Regions from separate parts of the Macaca mulatta genome. Here region 2 is linked to region 1. The links are chromatin contacts, called in public Hi-C maps. All regions are on one chromosome and are shown on one strand. Each heading gives the region's core, a stretch centred on a gene start, on an enhancer-like site or on the middle of the called end of the contact. The rest is flanking DNA. Distances are from core to core; before and after follow the strand shown.

Region 1 (4,291 bases), core at 1,690-4,189:
ATCTCCTTCACTTCTATATACAATATGTATTTTTAACTGAGACAGCTTCTTCCTCTATCATCTAAGCTGGAGCACAGTGGCACAATCACAGCTCACTGCAGCCTCAACTTCCTGGGCTCAAGTGATTCTACCACCTCAGCTTCCTAAGTAGCTGAGACTACAGGTGTACGCTGCTATCCCTAGCTAATTTACTTTTATTTTTTGTAGAGATGGGGTCTCATTATATTGCCCAGGCTGGTCTCAAACTTTTGGGCTCAAGCAGTCCTCCCACCTCAGCCTCCCAAAGTGCTGGGATTACTGGCGTTAGCCACAGCACCTGGCTCTATATTCAGCTTTTCAACCCTGTCAGCTCTACATCTAACACCCTGTATCCATTTACTTCTCTAAATAAGTACATTTGACCAAGTTCCTATGTTAAAATGGCTTTCCTTGGCTGGGCACAGTGGCTCAGGCCTATAATCCTAGCACTTTGGGTGGCCAAGGTGGGAGGACTGTCATTGGCCAGGAGTTCAAGACCAGCTTGGGCAACACAGTAAGACCCAGTCTTTACAAAAAATTTTTAAGTTAGCCAACTGTGGTGGCACATGCCTGCAGTCCTAGCTACTTGGGAGGCTGAGGTGGGAGGACAGCATGCGCCTAGGAATTGGAGGTTACAGTGAGCTATGACTGTACCACTGCAGTCCAGCCTGGGTGACACAGTGAGACCTTGTCTCTATAAAAAATTGTTTTAAATGGCTTCCTTTTGTATTTACAATCTAAATGCCTTTATTGCTTTATAAAAGCCTCTGCCTAACTCTCCCAGCTTCATCTCTCTCCTAACACTCTTTCCTTTTGTTCACTTCACTGGAGTCCAACTGATTTTCTGTCCCTCAGATATTCTAAGCTTTTTCTCACATCAGGGTTTCTGACCTCATTTCCTGTATCTAGAATTATCTCTCCCTCCTGTCCATAGCTGGCTGGCCCTTTGTCTATGCTTACATTTTAGTTCAAATTTTAGCTATGTGGAGAGAGCATCTCTGGCCACTCTAGCTAAAGTAGTTCTGCCCCTCAATTTTTTTTTTAAGAGACAGGGTCTCATCTGTTGCCTAGGCTGGAGTGCAGTGGCACAATCTTGGTTCACTGCAGCCTGGACCTCCTGTGTTCAAGCAATTCTCCTCCCTTAGTCTCCTGAGTAGCTGGGGCTACAGGCAAGCACTACCACGGCCGGCTAATCTTGTATGTTTTGTAGAGACTGGGTCTCGCCATGTTGCCCAGGCTGGTCTCAAACTCCTGGGCTCAAAGGATCCTCCTGCCTCAGCCTACCCAAGCGCTGGGATTACAGGCGTGAGCAATGCGCCTGGCCACCTTCAATTTTTTATAATGTTTTCTCTTCCTAGCATTAACCACTCTCTGACATTATCTTGTTTACAATGCCTCCTACACTGAAATGTACATTCCAAAAAAGGCAAGCATCTTGTCAGTCTTGTTCACAACTGTATCTCCAGCATTTAGAAAAGTGCTTGGTACATAGGTACTCAACAAAATAATTTTTTGAATGAAAAGAGTTTGGTTCGATTCTTACCCCTTCTTTGATGACACCAGGAAACGCAGAAATCTTGGAAGAGTGGCAACTTGCCCCAAACCCACAGCAAGTCTGTGGGAGACTTGTAACTAAAACTTTAGGTCCCCAAAGATATTAAATCAGGCCTCTCGAGTTCCAAACTCAAACTCTTGATTTTTTGTTTGTTTGTTTTTGTTTTGAGACGGAGTCTCATTCTATCGCCCAGGCTGGAGTGCAGTGGAGCAATCTCGGCTCAATGCAACCTCCGCCTCCCGGGTTCCGAGTAGCTGGAATTAAAGGTATACGCCACCACGCCCAAGTAATTTTTGTGTTTTTAGTACAGACAGAGTTGCATCATGTTGGCCAGGCTGGTCTCGAACTCCTGACCTGAGGTGATTCGCCCGCCTCCGTCTCCCAGAGTGTTGGGATTACAGGCGTGAGCCACTGCGCCCAGCCCTAGATCATTTTTTAGGGAGACATAAACCAGTGTCAGGAACACAGCCTGGACATGGTGCAAAAGACAGTCACGGAGATGCACCACCCCGCTCCCCGCCATTCATCCCTTTGGTTGAATTCAACTCATCCCTCTGCTTGTGAATCCTAATAGCCCTTTCGACTTAGGGCTCCACAGTCCGGGTATGCGTTGCCTAGGTTACCTCGCACCTCCGTTAGCCGGCTGAGAGCCACGCCCAACACCTCCTCTCTAAGATTTGATTGGCTGGCTTTGGCAAGGCCGAGTACTCACCTGGCAGTTCCCTCATGAGGTAAAAAGGGCCACAGCCAGCTCCTGACTTGTCCGCGCCGGGAGGGGCCGTGGCCGCGGTGGGAGGCGGAGCCGTGCCGGGTCCCCCGCCCGGAGGAGGCGGTGGCGGGGGTGGAGGCTTTCCTGGTCCGAAGCCTAGTGCGGTTGGGGGCGGTGGTGGGTCAGCCTGAGCCCCGAACAGCGCCGTGAAATTCTCCATCGTCCCCTCCGCCCCGGCGCTGTCTCGGTGTCTGGCGTTGGTAATTTTCATTGGACAATGCCTTTAAGGAATACCCACCTCTTTCTCAAGGAACCGCTTGTCATTGGATGCCTCAGGCACCGCCTACCTTGTTTCAACAACTACTTCCGTCGCTCTCTGAGAACGTTCAGGAAGTGCTATTTAACCTTATTAGAGTCTTCTGCTAGCTACGTTAGCTACAGTCCAATAAAATGACTTAAGCTGATAAAGCGACAGCTAGACCAACCAATAAGATATTAAGTTCTTTTTTGGGTTCTGACATACCACAGCGTTGACAGAACTACATCCGGGTTTAGAGGCCGTACGTTTGAGATGTAGCCCAATAGCAGTCGCTATGGTGGGGGAGGCGGGGCCGGACCTACGACGCCGGTGAGCAGTGGCCCTTGCGGCCGAAAAGATGGCGGTCTTGGCTCCTCTAATTGCTCTGGTGTATTCGGTGCCGCGACTTTCACGATGGCTTGCCCAACCTTACTACCTTCTGTCGGCCCTGCTCTCTGCTGCCTTCCTACTCGTGAGGAAACTGCCGCCACTCTGCCACGGTTTGCCCACCCAACGCGAAGACGGTAACCCGTGTGACTTTGACTGGGTGAGCGTCCCGCGTCTCAGTACCGCGACCTTGACTGTCCCTGCCCTTGCAGGTGCATCTGGGAACCCTGGGGTTTACCTTTCTGAGGACACCTGAGGTTCCGAGCCTGTAGCGGATTTAACAGACTGTAAAGTGCAGAGTCCGAAACATCGTCGAGACTAAACTTTGTGTTTAATATGGGAAAACGGAACCTGTTAGTCGTAGCCCTGTACAACGGCCCAACAGCTTCTGACTGTTGAGTCCAGGTTTCTTTCCATTTCACCATTTAGACTAAGAAACAGCCCTGTCAAAACTGTACATATACGTGTATAGCATCTTACAGTGCCGCTCATTATGTAAAGCCTCCTGAGGAGCCAGTAAGGTAGGGAAGGCAAGTAGTAGTAGTCCTGTTTCATTGGTGAAGGAATGGATCTTGGTATATTTAGGCGACTTGCCCCAGGTCATGCAACTAATGAGTGCCTGGGACTTGAAACTATTCTTGTGGCCACACTACCTGCACACACTGTCAGCCGTTTCTTAATTCAATCAGCATTTCTAGAGTGTACACTCTAGGCACTCTGCTTGATCCTGAGGATGCGAAAGTGGATAAAATTTTGGGGCTACTGTAAAGGAATTGTAAAAAATAAGTTGTAAAGAAATCTTTGGGCTTTCTTTGAGAAGTGTCCCAAGCTCCTTGCTGTGCTTCCTTGGAATGGGTGGAGGGACTGCTCAGAACATGAACTTAAAGCACTTTACCCTCTGCTATATAGCATGTAAGGGCCAAGGCAAAGCTTCCCCTTAGCTCTCTGAGGGTTTGTTGAAAAATCAGCCGACAAAGGGCACGTTAATAGGAGAAAGGCACAGAAATTTTATTTTAACGTGCATAGCATGAGGGAATTGAAGGAGAATGACCCAGTGGGGTACAGAGGCTTATATACCCTTCTTCATAGGAGTATGGGAGATGGGGAAATGTGGGTGATTTTAAGGTGGATTGTAAATGACTTTTAGGGTGATTCAGTGGCCTGGAGAACATACAGTGGCGTGGGACAATGACTGTTGGGCCTGCAAAGCAGACAGTGGTTTCTGACAAAAATCTGTCCGGGTGTGTTGACAGGCTTCAGTCTTTCTTCCTGTACTATGAGTTAAGTTAATGAAAACTCAGGGAAGAGACCAGAAGTAATTGTT
Region 2 (4,705 bases), core at 244-2,743, 45 kb before region 1:
GGAACTAGACTCCAGAAAACAGGAGAAGGTAGTTCTCCTTTACCTTGCTGCCTAATACTAAAGTGTCAGAACCACAGTAAAGCCAGCAACATTTGAGACCAAACCCGAGGACAGGCAGGATTTTACAGACAGGTGAGGGGCCTCGGCTTCAGGGAAGTGGCTCGTGAAACACCTTTCTGAGGGGCCATTATGTAATAGCCAGAGTTGCTTTCCAAAAAAGAAACAGCCTCGAACTGAACGGGGAGAGAACACGTGGCATTGCTATTGGGTTCACAGCTGTCTTGGGCTAATCAGGGCAAAGCGTAGCACTGTGACCTATGCAGAGTGAGCTCGCCAGGGACCTAGAGAACCTTTTGCTTCCAGCTTTGTATTCTCGGATTGGGTGAGGTGAGGGATGCGGGCGCCCACTCCACCTGTGGCAGTGGGAAACTAATGGAATTCAGAGAGTTCACCTCCCGGCTCGCACGCCGGGTGCGGGAGCGTGCTGCCACCGCCTCAGGTCGCGCGCTCCTTAGGCTTCCCTCTCACGGTTAGCGCTACGGCTCCAAGGCTGGCGCCTGCTCTTCTTTATCTCCCTCCCCGGCCCTTGGCAGGAGACTCGCCCTACAATGGCTCTTCAAGTCCGGGCGTCCCCTTCATGTGGGACCAAAGCCCAGAGCATTCCATCATCCTGGATTCTGCCTGGACCAGCGACCTCGCCGGACTGAAGATTTCTCCAGCAAGATTGTTTTAAATAAAGTTTTCGCCGTCTGGAAAAAAAAAAAAAAAAAAGGAGGTGGGAAGGAGAAAAGGCAGGCCTAGTCGCCAAATGGTTGGCCAATCCGCCGCGAAGGGGCTGAAGCAGGAAGCGGCGAAACTCCGTCAGTAATTGGCTGCGCTAGAAGCCTGTCTGGACTGTACCACCTCACTGGGAGAGGGGTTGCTGAATTCGAGAAGGTGGCTGCTTGCTTTTGAGTACTTCCAGTACACACACATAATTCTTTTCTTCTTTCCGAGAGTTTTTGCTTGGATTCAGTGGGAATACAACAGGACGCAGGAGAAGGGAAGACTCGCCTGGCCATTTCCTCATTCCTGACTCCTGTGCATTAGGCCAATCCCTGTCTCTTAGTCGTCCCCGCAACCCCACGGCCTTACGTGCGCGCTCTCGTCTCCTCGAGTGCGTACGACGCTGTGTTGCTGCAGCCAATCAGAACGCGAGGTCGCCCCGGTCGCCAGGGTTCGCGCGCACGCCCCAGATCGGAGTCGGGGTGGGGGATATGGGTGAATGGGAGAGTGAGCGGGGGTGGGCGCGGCAGCGCGAGCCGCATGAATGAGACAAACGTGCGCCGCGCGAGACGTCGCGCGAGTCCGGACCAGGGAACCAATGGGAACGCTGGAAGGGTTCGAGACCCGGCACTGAGGGCAACGGCCGCGCGCCGGCTCCGAGTCGAGCGTCGCCTGGCGGGAGCGCGCGGCAGCGGGGCGGGCGTGGAGCGTGCGGGGGCCGCGCGCTGCTTCTCTGAGGCAGGACGGCACTGCCGGGAGGCGGCGGTGACAACGACGGTGGTGGTGACGAGCACCGGGCTAGGGGGTGAGTGCCGAGGACACCGGTGCCTGCGGAACCGGAAGTGCCGGACCAGTGAGGTGGGAGGGGAGGGTGACCTCTAGGGAAGGGGGACCGACGACGGGGAGGGGGTTAAGGCCCCATTTCTCCTCCGGGCCGGGTCTTCCAACCGCGGCGGGACCCGTGGGCCCTGGAAACGGACGACGAGTAGAGGCCGGGGATCTACGGCCACCAGGGCTCGGAACGGATTAGAGCCGGCCACTCAGCTCGAGACCACGGTCCCCGGTGCCTGGCGCCCAGCCGCCGCCCCTTCCGCCCCCGGCCCTGCGCCCTCGGGCTCTGCGGTCCCCGCTGCCCGCTCTCTTAACCTCGGTGGGCCTGGCCGCCGTGGATTCCTTCTCCTCGGTTTCAGCGGTCGTCAGTCCTGCCCGAACGGGTGATTCTCTTTGCCCCCGTCCGGTGGTGGGGACCGGGGGCTGTTTCCCTTTTACCGCTCTGCGGTTCGATTCCCTCGCTCCACTCTGCTGATACTTATTTTGGCTCAAGCTTCATTCTGTTACCTGTTCTCTCTCACCCGTCCGCGTCCTCCTCCTGCCGCCACCAGCCGAGTGCTCCATGCTTTTAGTACTTTGTACTTTTTAAAGTGGAACTCGAATGCGTTTGTCAATATTTTACCTATGTAAATTTCTTTTTGGGGCAGGGAGGTGGAAAGTGTTTTACCCACTTGGCCAAATGAAACACTGAAATAAGAAGTAAGAAAGTTGCTAAAAGTTACGAAGGCAGTTGTAGGGTCACATATATGTTATACTCTAGACTATTTTTCTGCCTTGGATTCTTCACTTCCTGGTTAATGCCATCTTGAGCAAGTTGATCTAACATTTTCATATCATCCTTTTATCTCAGTATTCCTCTGTCCTGGATCAAATATCTTCAGAATGCTCATTATCACCCTTTCTATAAACTTAATGTTTACAAAATTATATTGCCATGTATTTTACGATCTCGGTATATAATGATAACACCCACATTAAACTTCTTGGCTCTTTCTCCCATACCTTGACATGTGAATTATTCCATGGTACCTCCATTACTGTGTATTTAGATTTACTCTATTACTGTTACACCACTTATTTCAACAAAAAATAGTTGTGTTGTCCTTGGTACTGCTGGTATCCACCTGTTTAAGGAAATACCTGTATTAAACCTTATTAAAGCCTTCAAACCACATATCCTGTATTGTTTTACATATACATATTTCCATTTCATAGTTTACTCTGTGCCTCAATATGGCATACATATTATTATTATTTTTTTTTTCTGAGACGGAGTCTGGCTCTGTCGCCCAAGCTGGAGTGCAGTGGCTGCGTTCTTGGCTCACTCCACCTCCCGGGTTCAAGCGATTCTTGTGCCTCAGCCTCCCTAGTAGCTGGGATTTCAGGCGTGCGCCATCACGCCCTGCTCATTTGTTTGTATTTTTAGTAGAGACAGGGTTTTGGCATGTTGGCCAGGCTGGTCTCGAACTCCTGACCTCAAATGATCTGCCCGCCTCAGCCTCCCAAAGTGCTGGGATTACAGGCATGAGCCACCGCGCCTGGCCGGCATACATATTCTTGTTTACTTTTTTGATACTAGTATGGATTCGGACTCTTGACTCTGATGAACCACGCTCACCCTTGTGGTTTCATCCTACTATCTGCAGCATATCCTTCTGCTAAGAATTGGTTCATCTTTATTTATACGCAGTAAATTCTTAGGTTTTATGGTTTCCCTTCTATTGTGTAGCCCCCCCAAGCATCTCAGATGTGGATCTCTTTTGTATTCCCAGTATTATACTCCCAAAATTGCATGGCCTTTCATGACTCTGTATTGCTATGTCAGTATTAGTCCATGTGACTTTTTTCCTGTGGAAAATATATGAAATAATATATAGTATCTAAATGATATTCTACTCTAGATAAAATTTAGTGTAATTTTCCATCTTTTCTAGTCTTTGGGATTTTGAGGGAAAAGTTTCTTTAATAGTACATATTGGCTGGGCAGGGTGGCTTACACCTGTAATCCCAGCACTTTGGGTGAGTGGGCAGATCACCTGGAGGTCAGGAGTTCGAGACCAGCCTGGGCAACATGGTGAAACCCCATCTCTACTAAAAATACAAAATTAGCTGGGCGTCGTGGTGCCCTCCTGTAATCCCAACTGCTCGGGAGGCCAAGGCAGGAGAATTGCTTGAATCGGGGAGGTGGAGGTTGCAGTGACATGCACTTCAGCCTGGGTGATAGAGGGAAACTGTTTAAAAAAAACAAAGTACAGATTGTCTACAAACCAAGAATTTGCTTTTGTTAACAAAGTTACCGAGGCCTACATTCCAAATGTTAGGCTTTGATTCCTGTAGGAAACTGAGAGTTAAATAATCATTAAATCAGGGACTAGAGAGGATTTATGTTTTCTAGGACTATAACAATTTCTTAGAATTTCTGGGCGCTCACTGTATTCTAATACTGCTGTTTGGCCCTCTGAAACTCACATTTTAAAGAAAGAAATGAATCATAAGGGAAGGCACCTTTGCTTTCCATGCCACAGGTGAGAGAGGAAGCGGTAAATTATAGGACACATTTATATTTTGTTATCTGAATCTTCTGAATTTTTTTTTTTCTTTTCTTTTTTTCTTTTTTGAGACACAGTCTTGCTGTGTCGCCCAGGCTGGAGTGCAGTGGCTCACTGCAACCTCTGCCTCCTGGGTTCAGGTGATTCTCCTGCCTTAGCCTCCTGAGTAAGCTGGGACTACAGGCGCCTGCCTGGCTAATTTTTGTATTTTTAGTAGAGAAGGGAATAAAACTACTTTTAAAATTCTAACTTAAAATTTTTGGCTTGCAGATTCCAAGTTATCATCGCTGGGCAGGTAGTGGATGAAAAGGTAGAAAGGGTTTGTGTCACCAAAGGGGCATGTGACCTCTTGGGTTCTGAACCTCAAGTGATTCAGTGGAATGTCCTCAGGCATTCTGTAGCCTTCAATTTTAAAGAGTGGATAAGGGACTGCGTCACCAGATAATGTGAGTAAAGTGCTTTGAGATCACCAGATGAAAAGCATCTTATAAAATCCTAAGATGCTGGTGTTAGTTTGTTACTGTCATCAACAGAAGTCATTGTTATTCTTAATCATATTG

The links. Hi-C and Micro-C count contacts between places; a contact is called where the count stands out from the background.
Region 2: a Hi-C map of liver shows a contact between it and region 1, with 3 times the contacts expected there. The contact joins the promoter of ZDHHC5 here to the promoter of TMX2 in region 1. A contact is called at or near these places in 2 of 14 Hi-C or Micro-C datasets (CD4 T cells and liver).

Annotation. Positions count from the first base shown.
Region 1 is chr14:15,681,509-15,685,799 of T2T-MMU8v2.0, reverse strand. It overlaps TMX2 (thioredoxin related transmembrane protein 2), which reads left to right and starts at 2,939. Exons shown (of 8, transcript NM_001195759.1): 1 at 2,939-3,127. The coding sequence starts at 2,939. It overlaps MED19 (mediator complex subunit 19), which reads right to left and starts at 2,535. Exons shown (of 5, transcript XM_001101030.5): 1 at 2,286-2,535. The coding sequence starts at 2,502.
Region 2 is chr14:15,724,997-15,729,701 of T2T-MMU8v2.0, reverse strand. ZDHHC5 (zinc finger DHHC-type palmitoyltransferase 5) reads left to right here and starts at 1,493. Exons shown (of 12, transcript XM_015114147.3): 1 at 1,493-1,623. LOC144334210 (a long non-coding RNA gene) reads right to left here and starts at 2,161. Exons shown (of 2, transcript XR_013403802.1): 1 at 2,104-2,161; 2 at 350-749.